Linked DNA regions of Mus musculus: region 2 is linked to region 1. A link is a contact called in public promoter capture Hi-C data. All regions are on one chromosome and are shown on one strand. Each heading gives the region's core, a stretch centred on a gene start, on an enhancer-like site or on the middle of the called end of the contact. The rest is flanking DNA. Distances are from core to core; before and after follow the strand shown. Region 1 overlaps 4933427D06Rik (RIKEN cDNA 4933427D06 gene). Region 2 holds the start of Chchd6 (coiled-coil-helix-coiled-coil-helix domain containing 6).

The links. Promoter capture Hi-C pulls out the DNA fragments that hold promoters and counts their contacts.
Region 2: a contact with region 1 is called in a promoter capture Hi-C map of embryonic stem cells, with 5 times the contacts expected there. The contact joins the promoter of Chchd6 here to the enhancer-like site in region 1. A contact is called at or near these places in 5 of 39 promoter capture datasets (the 3T3-L1 cell line, the C10 cell line, embryonic stem cells and 1 more), 2 of 15 datasets of contacts at CTCF or cohesin (the NIH/3T3 cell line and large pre-B cells), 2 of 484 Hi-C or Micro-C datasets (bone marrow-derived macrophages and nephron progenitors), 3 of 115 datasets of contacts at active chromatin or transcription factors (bone marrow-derived macrophages, differentiating embryonic stem cells and large pre-B cells) and 1 of 9 other capture datasets (macrophages).

Annotation. Positions count from the first base shown.
Region 1 is chr6:89,107,733-89,112,733 of GRCm38.p6, forward strand. It overlaps 4933427D06Rik (RIKEN cDNA 4933427D06 gene), which reads left to right. Exons shown (of 4, transcript NR_134978.1): 4 at 1-2,307. Among named protein-coding and RNA genes, the nearest start is that of 4933427D06Rik, 14 kb to the left of the region's middle. Within about 2 kb of position 2,704, at least 15 of the 459 cell types and tissues checked have an H3K27ac peak or open chromatin away from gene starts, as enhancers often do.
Region 2 is chr6:89,592,779-89,597,779 of GRCm38.p6, forward strand. It overlaps Chchd6 (coiled-coil-helix-coiled-coil-helix domain containing 6), which reads right to left and starts at 2,874. Exons shown (of 8, transcript NM_025351.3): 1 at 2,681-2,874. The coding sequence starts at 2,767.

The DNA of each region.
Region 1 (5,001 bases), core at 1,454-3,953:
GACGAGCCTAAAGAGTCAGGCCAGCCTGCCAGACCCATTGCTTATGTACGTTCGCAGAGGTCTGAGCCCACAGAGCCCACAGAGCCAGCCGGAGCTGCAGGACGTCATGCTGGTAGAGGAAACGATGAAGAACAAAGAGCTTACCCTGGAAGGCAGAGACGGAGGTGGAGGCAGAGGCAGAGGCAGAGGCAGTGGGCAGAGACAGGCAGCCACTCACAGGCAGCCTTCCAGGAGTGGCAGGAACCCTCTGAGGAACTGGTTCTACAGACATACTTCAGCCACAGTGAAGAAACAGGGGCTGCCATGAACCTGTATCCCACCTTGACTCCAGTAGTCCCTGTGCCAGCAGGGATGGCCCAGTGGCCACCTATAGTTTATGGGTACTGGGCTGCCATGGCTACCTACCCCTATGTTACCTTCATCCCTGTGGCCAACATAGTCCCGTGCTTCATGTCATTCAGGGCCCCCATGTTCTTAGCCTACATCCCTTGGTGACTGGTATCCCTTGGTGCTGGCCCTCCCTGGCTATGTTTGTTTCCCCTGAGGAGGAGGAAAGCTTACAGTTGAAAAGGTTTATTCTTTCTCATAGTTTAGGTTCCAGTTCATCCCAGCCAGGAAACCAGGTACCCAGCACTTACAGCTGGTCTTGACACACCCCAAATCAGAAGCACGAATGCATCCTAGGTCCCCAGATGGCTTTAGATTTGGTGACATTGACAGTTAACACTAACCATTAGACTATTTGTCCCTCCTGGGTTTATTATTTGAAAAAAAATATTTTTATGGTCCAGTGGCCCCTTAACACTTCCCCTTCCCACTTCCTCTCTCTATTCTATTTTTTTAAAAATCTGTCATACAGCCTCAAATGCATGACTCTGGGATCATCCACTAGAGTATGGATAACTAATACTGCAGAAAAATGACTCTATTCTATTTTTTTAAAAATCTGTCATACAGCCTCAAATGCATGACTCTGGGATCATCCACTAGAGTATGGATAACTAATACTGCAGAAAAATGACTCTTCCTCCCTAGCAACCATCATTCACCACCAGCAACTTAGCTGGGGGTGGAGCCTCATGAGCCCCCTCCCCATCCATGCTGCAATGGTGACTGGCTTGAACTTGCAGCATAAGGCTTTCCCAGGAATCTTATACCCTCAGGGAAATGGAGTGATGCTGTACCCCTGAAATCGTGTATTTGTGTATAGAAAGAGCAAGTTACAGAGCTCAGGTGGAATTGGGATGCAAGATTACAGATTTGAACCAACAACGGATGGGACTGAACATCTGATAGCCCCGACTATCACAGAGGGGAGCCAGGAAGGAAGCAAACGGCCCCAGAAGCCGACCCAGCCGTGCCTAGAGCTGGGGAGGATGAGTGTATGTATGTATGAAGTTCTCTGAAGCAGGATATCCTGATGTGGACCCTTATAGTTTGGAGGCAGCAGTAGCTGTTGCTGAATAGTAGTAGTAGTAGTAGTAGTAGTAGTAGTAGTAGTAGTAGTACTAGTTGTTGTTGTTGTTTTTACTATGATATCTTATTGTGTGTATCTGTGTGGGCATGTATGTGGCACAGTCTGTCTATGGAGGTCAGAGGACAACTTGCAGAGACAGCTCTTAATTTTTACCCTGTGCAGACCCGAGCCTTGAACCCAGGCCTGTAGGCTTGGCAGAACGTTTTTACCGGAAGCACTGTCCCACCAGCCCAGGATCCCCAAGTGAGTTGAAAGGCACTAGAAGTTCAGACTAGATTGAAAATGAGTAAGTCAAAGAAAATTGGACAAATTGAACAAAAGGCACGGGGGTTTATGAAAGGAAACAAAGAGAGTGAGCCACATTTAAAACACCGAGTAAGAGGCTGGGCGATAGTGGCGCACACCTTTAATCCCAGCACTTGTGAGGCAGAGGCAGGTGGATCTTTGTTAATTCTATGCCAACCTGGTCTGCAGAGTTACATGATGAGACCTGTCTCAACAGAAGGCTAAGTGTGGAATAGTTTGGTAATAATAGCCTTTTGGCCTCAGTGAGAATATTTTAAATGTCTTCTTCTTCTTTTTTTTTTTTTAATTATCATTAATGGGAATTTCCTGTCAGTTTTCTCATGGATGTCTCTGATCAAGTTAAAATAGTTCCTGTCTTCAGTACTCCTAAAGGTGAATTATAAATTGGATTTTGTATTTATGAAGTTTGTATTTGTTTCTAAGAAAAATGTCCAAGAAGAGTTTTTATCATGAATCTTTGTATGTGTGTGTGTGTGTGTAGTTAACTATCCTTTTAAATAAATCCTCCTCTTGGGCTTTGGTTGTACAAAATTCTTTTTGTAAAATTTCATAAATTAGCAATGCAAAAGCAAAATGTGTTTAGAAAAGCTGTCCTCCTGAAGTTATGGAAGACAGTAGGTTTGGTTTCCTCCTGCCTGCTAATTTCCTGTAGCTGTAGAAGCCTGCTCAACATGTGTGTGCTCTGAAGTCTCTGCTGTATTTTGATTTCCCATACATACAGCACTCTGTCCATGTTAGTCACTTGTTTCTTGTTGCTGAGATCAAATGCCTGACAAGAAGCTACTTAAGGAAGGGGCTATCTTGGCTCAGTTTGAGGGAATACATTCTATGATGATGGGGAGGTTAAGTGGGAGAGGCCGGGTCACATTGCACCTGGCAGTCAGAGGTCAGACAGGAAGTGGGGCTGGACTACAAAACCACAAACCTCATCCCTAGCGACTCACTTTGCCCTCCAGAAAGTTCACAACCTTTCATTTTCAAGTAGCACCAGTACAAACACAGGAGCCTCCTGAGGACACCTATATCCAAACCACAGCACCATCTCTCAGAATCATCCAGAACCAAGCTCGGGGACCAGACAGGTGTCATAGGTGTGGTAGGTACATTGGGAACTGTCCCTTTGCACCCCATAGCTCCTCCATCTGACCTTGAAAGCAGTGGGAAGCACAGTGGGCAGATCTGTGGGGTTCTCTGATTTGTGAGCCTAAAGGATGTCACCTCAGGACCCCTCCACCTGCACTTCCTGTCCTCATACAGCAATCTCCACACACATAAGTTCTGGCTGTGCCATTTCTAAGGCATTCCCATGGCCACAAGGCCTCATCACACTTCTACACAGATCTTTTTGGTTTTAGATACAGTTTTTCTGTGTTGACCTGGCTGTCTTGGAACTCACTTTGTAGACCAGGCTGGCCTCCAACCCACAAGAGATCCACCCGACCTTGTTTCCCAACTGCTGGGATTAAAGGCATGCACCACCGTGTCCCAGTTTACACACATATCTTAAGGACCAGCCTGCTTTTGTGGTTTTTGTTGTTTGTTTTTAAGTTTATAAAATAACTTATCAAACTTAGATCCCTGTGTCAAATGGTATGGTCTATTTTATTTTAATAGATGCTAAGATACTGCATCCAGATTAGTTCTCACACAATGCCAGCTTATGGTGTGAGGCGTCGTTGCTGGCAGGCCATGCTGGGGCTCTGGAATTTTTGGCAATATCTTAGATAAAAACTCGTTATTTTATTTTTGTTCTAATTAGAATTGCCTCGGCTATTAATAAGGTTCCATATCTTTTTATTTTTGTTTATCTACCTGTTTAATTTGCTGGCTCGCCTCATTTCTTTGTTCCAGGTCAGCATATCTCCTCTGCACATGCTCTGTGGGGTGCCATTCCTTTGTCTCCTCCTTTGGGAGCATTACTGTTAGAAGCAGCAAACTTGGGGGTTTCTGCTCACACCACCTTCCTCTTCCTTTCCCAGGCTGCCTTGTGCTGTGGGACTCAGCTCTGTCACCTTCCAGTTCACCCAGGGAGCAACCCTGTCACCAGGGCAGAATCTCACCACTTCTTGCAGGTCCCATCTGGTCTATGATGCTGAATTGCAGCCTGACTCATTAGGGTCAAGCCACGTTCAGACATCACCATAGGGCATTACAGAAGTCCCTGGCCTGGCCTGCAAAGAATGGACACCTGCAGGCTCACCCAGGCCTGGGGAATGTGGGCCTCTGACCCCTATCTGAGGCATCTTTTTCCCAGCATTCCAATTGTTAGCTTGGGATAGCCAAGCTGCTCTGGGTGACTCAGGCCTGCCTAGATATATCACGACTCTCCTGCCTTTGGGTGTGTGGGGACTGCATGCCTGCCTGCTTTATGGTCGTCAGTTAGGATACTGTTCAGGACCAGATGACCATGGCTGGCAGAAAGTCTTGCTCTTTTTGGATCAGTTACCTCTTTGTCAAGTCATTTATTCTAGCCATAGAGGACTGAGCACTCCACAGGCTTCTTTTGGGAGCCTCCACTCAGAGCAGACTCTCTTACCTTCCTCCCCGCTGCCTGTGGGTTTTGTGAGCTGTCTCACCTCCTCAAAATGCTTTGGTACTTGGGATTTCGATTTTCTTTTTGTTGAGACAGGGTCTCACGTAACTCAGGCTGAACCTGGATTTGCTATGCAACTGGGGGTGGGGGTGGGGGGCTGTGTGTGTGTGTGTGTGTGGTCCTTCTGGTCTGTCTGCCTCCAGTCCTCCTAAGCGCTTTACTGATCAAGGCCCAGACCCAACCTCAGCCGCCTAGATTTGGATTTTATAGTTTAAAAAAAGAGAGAGATTTTTCTCCTGGTTTGTTTGAATTAGCTAAACAAGACTTGAAGGGGCTCCTTTAGGGAGCCATCCCTTCACATAATGTCAAGACTCAAAGGTTACAACTCATGGTATAGTCAAGGTGGCATATAGAAATGTGATCACGTGACAAGGGAGGTTGACGAGGTAGGACCTGCTGGCATAAATCTGTGAACAACATTCATTAATACAGATTGTTGACCCACATGCTTTTTTTTTTTTAAACAAATAAACAAAACCCTCAACTCCTTCCTTATGCATAGGCTCAACCTTCCAGTATCTGGGTTATGGCTCAGTGGAAGCCAGAATAACAACTTTGTGGTATTAGAGTGTTTCCCAAAATGTATATCGTTTCCTTCATTGTAAATACTGGTGAACAGTGGTCA
Region 2 (5,001 bases), core at 1,624-4,123, 490 kb after region 1:
TATGTAAATTTATGCAAATTCACACACAAATGAGCAAGGCCCTAACACTTAATTTTAAGGAAATGAGAGCACTGGGATCAGGCCCCAGGGATTAAATACAAGTGGTCTCTAAGAATATTTAATTTTCTCTGAAGGAACTAGGGCAGATATTCTCTTGGAATCTACCTCTTGCTGACATCTCATGTGTTCAGTAGGGCAACTACTTTCTTTATTGATCTGATTTTTTTAAAAAAATATTTATTTATTTATTTATTTATACTGATTTTTACTCATCTGTCTTAAGACCAGAGGAACTCTTAAATCCTCAAGTAACTACTCATAAGAGACCCCACCATCACCAAAATATTTACCATAATGTTCTTTCTTCCATCTTCCTCTTTAAAACCAGGCACAGTAGACATGTTTTCCCAACATTGGGCCAACCACCTCACTGACTATCTCTGGCCAAGCCATTATTCTCTTAGATTAACTAGAAAAGAAAGCTAACAACTACTGAAGTTCCCTCCACTTTAATTGCCTGGTAAAACTAAGCAGAGTCTTAGCATCCCTGTCAGGCCATGTAGAAGCAATGTCACAATTTCCGACTTATAAGACATGTGTCCTCAGGCTGGGGGGAAGTCTGATAGAATTAGATTAGTTCCAAACACTACTAAGTGGTGCCTTAGGAAGTCCTGACTGTCTCTAAGCTTGACTTTCCATCTTTAAATTGTTTGTACTAGGGTGTGGAAGAATGGCTCAGTGGTTTAAAATGCTTATCGCTCTTCAAGAGGAATTGGCAGTTCACAATAATCTGTACCTCCAGTTTCAAGGGATTTCATATCTTTTTTCCACCCTGAGCACCTGCATACATGTGGTACACGTACAGACAAGCATGTGTGCACACACACACAACATTTTAAGGAGAGAAAAAAAATGTAAAGACTTTGTACTCTACAGAATTATTAAGAGAACTAGAAATGAAAAGTCTGAGCCACCTCCAATGGTGCTTCTCTGAACATCTGAAGACTCAGGCCTGCATCCCCCTGAAACAGGAGACCCAGCAAAAAACTGTGAAGAATGTCCTGAGTCAAAGCGGTCTTCCTACAATCTACCCTACTCCTTCCCTCTCAGCCTTTCAACAGAAACCATCTTCCCCCTCTTAATTCTTGCCACAAGCCAGGTTAACGATTCCAGCTGGTCAGCTCCTGACATGCTGCACATTCTGAGGCCCCCCACAAAGCATCCCTCATGTCTTCTCCATTGCTTCACACACATCTTCATCTGATCCTTGATAGTACCCAGGATAACCTCCCACCATATCTCTATCTCTCTCTCTCTCTCTCTCTCTCTCTCTCCACTCCCCAAGTAAAACTCAAAAAATAGCTCTTGTAAGCTAAATAAAAAATAGCTCTATTAAGGAGTTCAGATGTCAGACCCTCTGAAGTCTTTTTCTGAATCTACTCTCTAATTCACCTAGAGCCAACTCAGAGCATTTTGTTTGAAGTTTGATTTATTTCATTGAGTTCACTCATGTAATTACTTAACAATTATCGACCAAGTACACACTAAGTGCCATGCACAGGTATAGAAGAAAGTCTAGCAAGAAGTTTAACAAACAGCTCTGGAGCTGACCTACTTTATAGTCTTGGGTCTCCTACTTTGTTACCTGTGTGACCTTGGACAACTTATGCCAATAGGACCTCAGTTCCCCATAAGCTACAAAATGGACTAATCAAACTTTTGGTGGTATATGCCCCTCCTTAATCCTAGCACTCATGAGACAAGCAGACACAGAGTCCTGGGCCAGCCTGACTTAATATTGAGACCCTGTCTCAAAACAAAACAGAGGAAGAGGTACTAACAATTCTACTGCTCATTGATTGGTTGAAAAATTAAATAATACCTGTAAAGAGCTGCCAGTCTGAAATAAAACAGGAGCTTTTATTCTTGTAAGTTCCGGTGATAAAGTCATGAATTACACAAGAACTTCAGCCAAGCTATCAGCTAGAGCTCTAATGGGAAACACAATAAACACAATTTGTTTCAAACTGTGTTGGATGCTGAGAAAATCATAAATGTGTGGCAGTAGTGTGGGAAGTCGCTTGAGACTGTGGTCAAGGAAGGATTCTTGGATGACACCTGAGCTGTAACAAGAAGACAGCCAGGTTAACGATAACTGAAGAAACATCGAACACCTGGGATCTTCTAGGAAGAACAAGGAGGTCCTGAGGCAAAAATAAGTATCTTATGAAGATGAGGAAACAGGCCAGGAAAGGGATGGGAAGGTCAGTGGGCACCAGCACATCTTGTAAAAGCCAAGTGAGGCTATTCCTCCTGTTCGACGTGGTAAGGACCAACTGTAGGTTTTTAGTTGAAGAGCGGATAAGGCATATGACCTAATACACAGTAGCTGAAACTCTCCTTTTGCTGCCTCACGGAGAAAGGCACGTGAACAAGATTGGAAATGGAAGAACACTTTCAAAACGTGCTGCAGCACACGCAACGAGAAGCACAAGACAAGTGAAACCGGGTAGAGCACGGAACAAATCCGGAACCGAGAGAGCCAAGGCGGTGGAAAATGACTTGAGGCGGCCGGCTGCCCCCGAGTGCCAGCGGCCCCATGTATCTGGTCCCCGGGACGGCGGCTCCCATTCCCGCCCGCACGCTCCTCCGGCCCGCGCCCTCCCGCCGCGCCGCTCACCCGGATGCCCTGCAGCACCCGGACCCGCTCCTCCTCATCCATCTCGAAGGACACCCTTCGGGCCTCGGCGCTCTCGGCGCTGCCCATGACAGGAGGCGGGCAGGGCGTGAGGCCACGCGAGCCGGCTCCACAGCAACCAGGACGACGCTGCTCAGCGGCCTACGCTCGTCACTCGGGACACAGGCCAGCAACACTGCGCTCTATTGGCTGCTGGGGCTGGCGCGCGTTGCCCTGTGGGATTTGTAGTCCAGCATTCTGGCGCCATTAAAAAGCTCTGGAAGGGGGCGTGGCTCTCTGAGGTAGGGGTACCTGTGGGCTGGAAAATTGGACAGAGGGCCAGCCAAATAGACGCTGAGACAAGGTCATGGTTTCTTATAAATCTTATCCCTGAAGCAAAGTAAAAGTCGTGTTCTAAGAATAAACTACCAAGGATGCTAAGACAACTGTTAATGATCTATGTTCATGTTAAGCATTCAGCAGACTTGTACTGAGCCACCCCATGTAACCTGCTTGAGTCATGAAAGAAACAAATTTCAAACACAAGTGAATCTACTGTAGTGCAAGGGAAACGACACTGTAATACCGCGAGACAAATTAATAAATTGTGGCAACCTCACAGATGGAGCCTTTACACAAATGGAGCCTTTAAGACCTAAAGGTGAGTGTAGTTTGCCATGAGATGATAGAGAAAGTACTATGCTAGGGACCAACTGTTAATCCCAATGATGGGAGGAGAAAGACCACCGGCCCAAACCATCCTGGGCAAGTTAATTAAAACAAACTTTTAATTCTTGTACATAGGCTGTCTTCTCCTAAGATGGAGTTCAAGAGGTCAGACTTTGAGGTAGAAAAGATTTTTATAGGTCAAGGATAAGGGGTTTCCAAATTTGAGGAGGGGTGGGGTATGGGAGACAAATAGACACAAAATATAACTAGTTAGTCTTAACCTCTTGTGAAACAAAGGCATGTTTCTTAGTGTTTCTATTGCTATGAAGAGACACCATGGGTGACTCTTAGAAAGAAAAATATTTAGCCTGGTGTGGTAGCCCATGCCTTTAATCCCAGCACTCAGGAGGCAGAAACAGGCAGAAACAGGCCTGTGAGTTTGAGGCCAGTCTGGTCTACAAAGAGAGTCCAGGAGGGCTTGTTACACAGAGAAACCCTGTCCAAAAAAAAAAAAAAAAAAAAAAAAAAAACCCTAGGACTGGTATGGTGCTAGAGGAGGGAATGAGAGTTCTGCATCCTGGTTGACAGGCAGCAGGAAGTAAGATGGCTTGAGCTTCTGAAACCTCAGAACCCATACCACCCCAGTGACACACTTCCTCCAACAAAGCCACACCTACTCCAACAAGGCCATACCTCCCAGTAGTGCCACCATTCATTCTCTATGGACCAAGTATTCAAACACATGAGTCTATGGGAGCCATTCCTATTTAAACCGCCATAACATGTTGCAAGTGTTAGAGTCTGAGAATCACTGAAGGAAGGCCCCAGACTCAAACAGTATGTAAAGGCAAACAATATTTATTCTGCAAAAACAACCAGCATGCGTGGGTCAATCATTCATCAAAATGGTGACCAGAAGAGGAGCTCTTCTTAATCAGGGCTAGTGGAGTTTGCTGAAAGGGTTAAGTAATCTCTAACATGATTAGCTAGGTGTATGGCAGTTACATTAATACAATTTCTGATTGCTTGCTATATTAGTTTTACCATTTTTGGTCAGGAATTTCAGAAACTAGCCCAATTCAGAGTTTGTTATCTCTCTCAGCCAGTTGTCCCAGGAACTGACTCGGTTCTGGTTCATTCTCCCTCTCAGCCAAAAGTCAGGACCCGTATTGACTAACGATCCATTGTCTGTGACTCTCCCAAGGAGTCTTTCCTGCTTCTTTGGGAAACTGAAACTTAAGGCCTAATATGGCTGCCTGTTCTAAAATGGAGTGGTTTAGATCCTCTCATAAAGTGGTCCTAATAAGGTACTCATAACAAAGTGGTCAAGTCATAACAACAGGTACGCATAACAAGGGTACCTGTTATGGTACCTGTTGTTAACGAGAATTTATAAGTGTTGAAGATTTTCTCTTAACTCAGCTAGCTTCCAAATAATGGATACAGGGCTATTAGATTTATTTAGCAGCTTTAAGGCACAACAACTGAGCAGTATTAATCTATTTTAATCCTCTAAACTAATCTGGCTACCTCCCAGTCAAAATCCCCAACATTGGGGACATTTTTTATACAACAATGAGACAGGAGATTCTCAGAATAAGGATTGCAGCCAGATATGTGAGCACAGAAATTAGCATTTGAATAAAACAAGGATA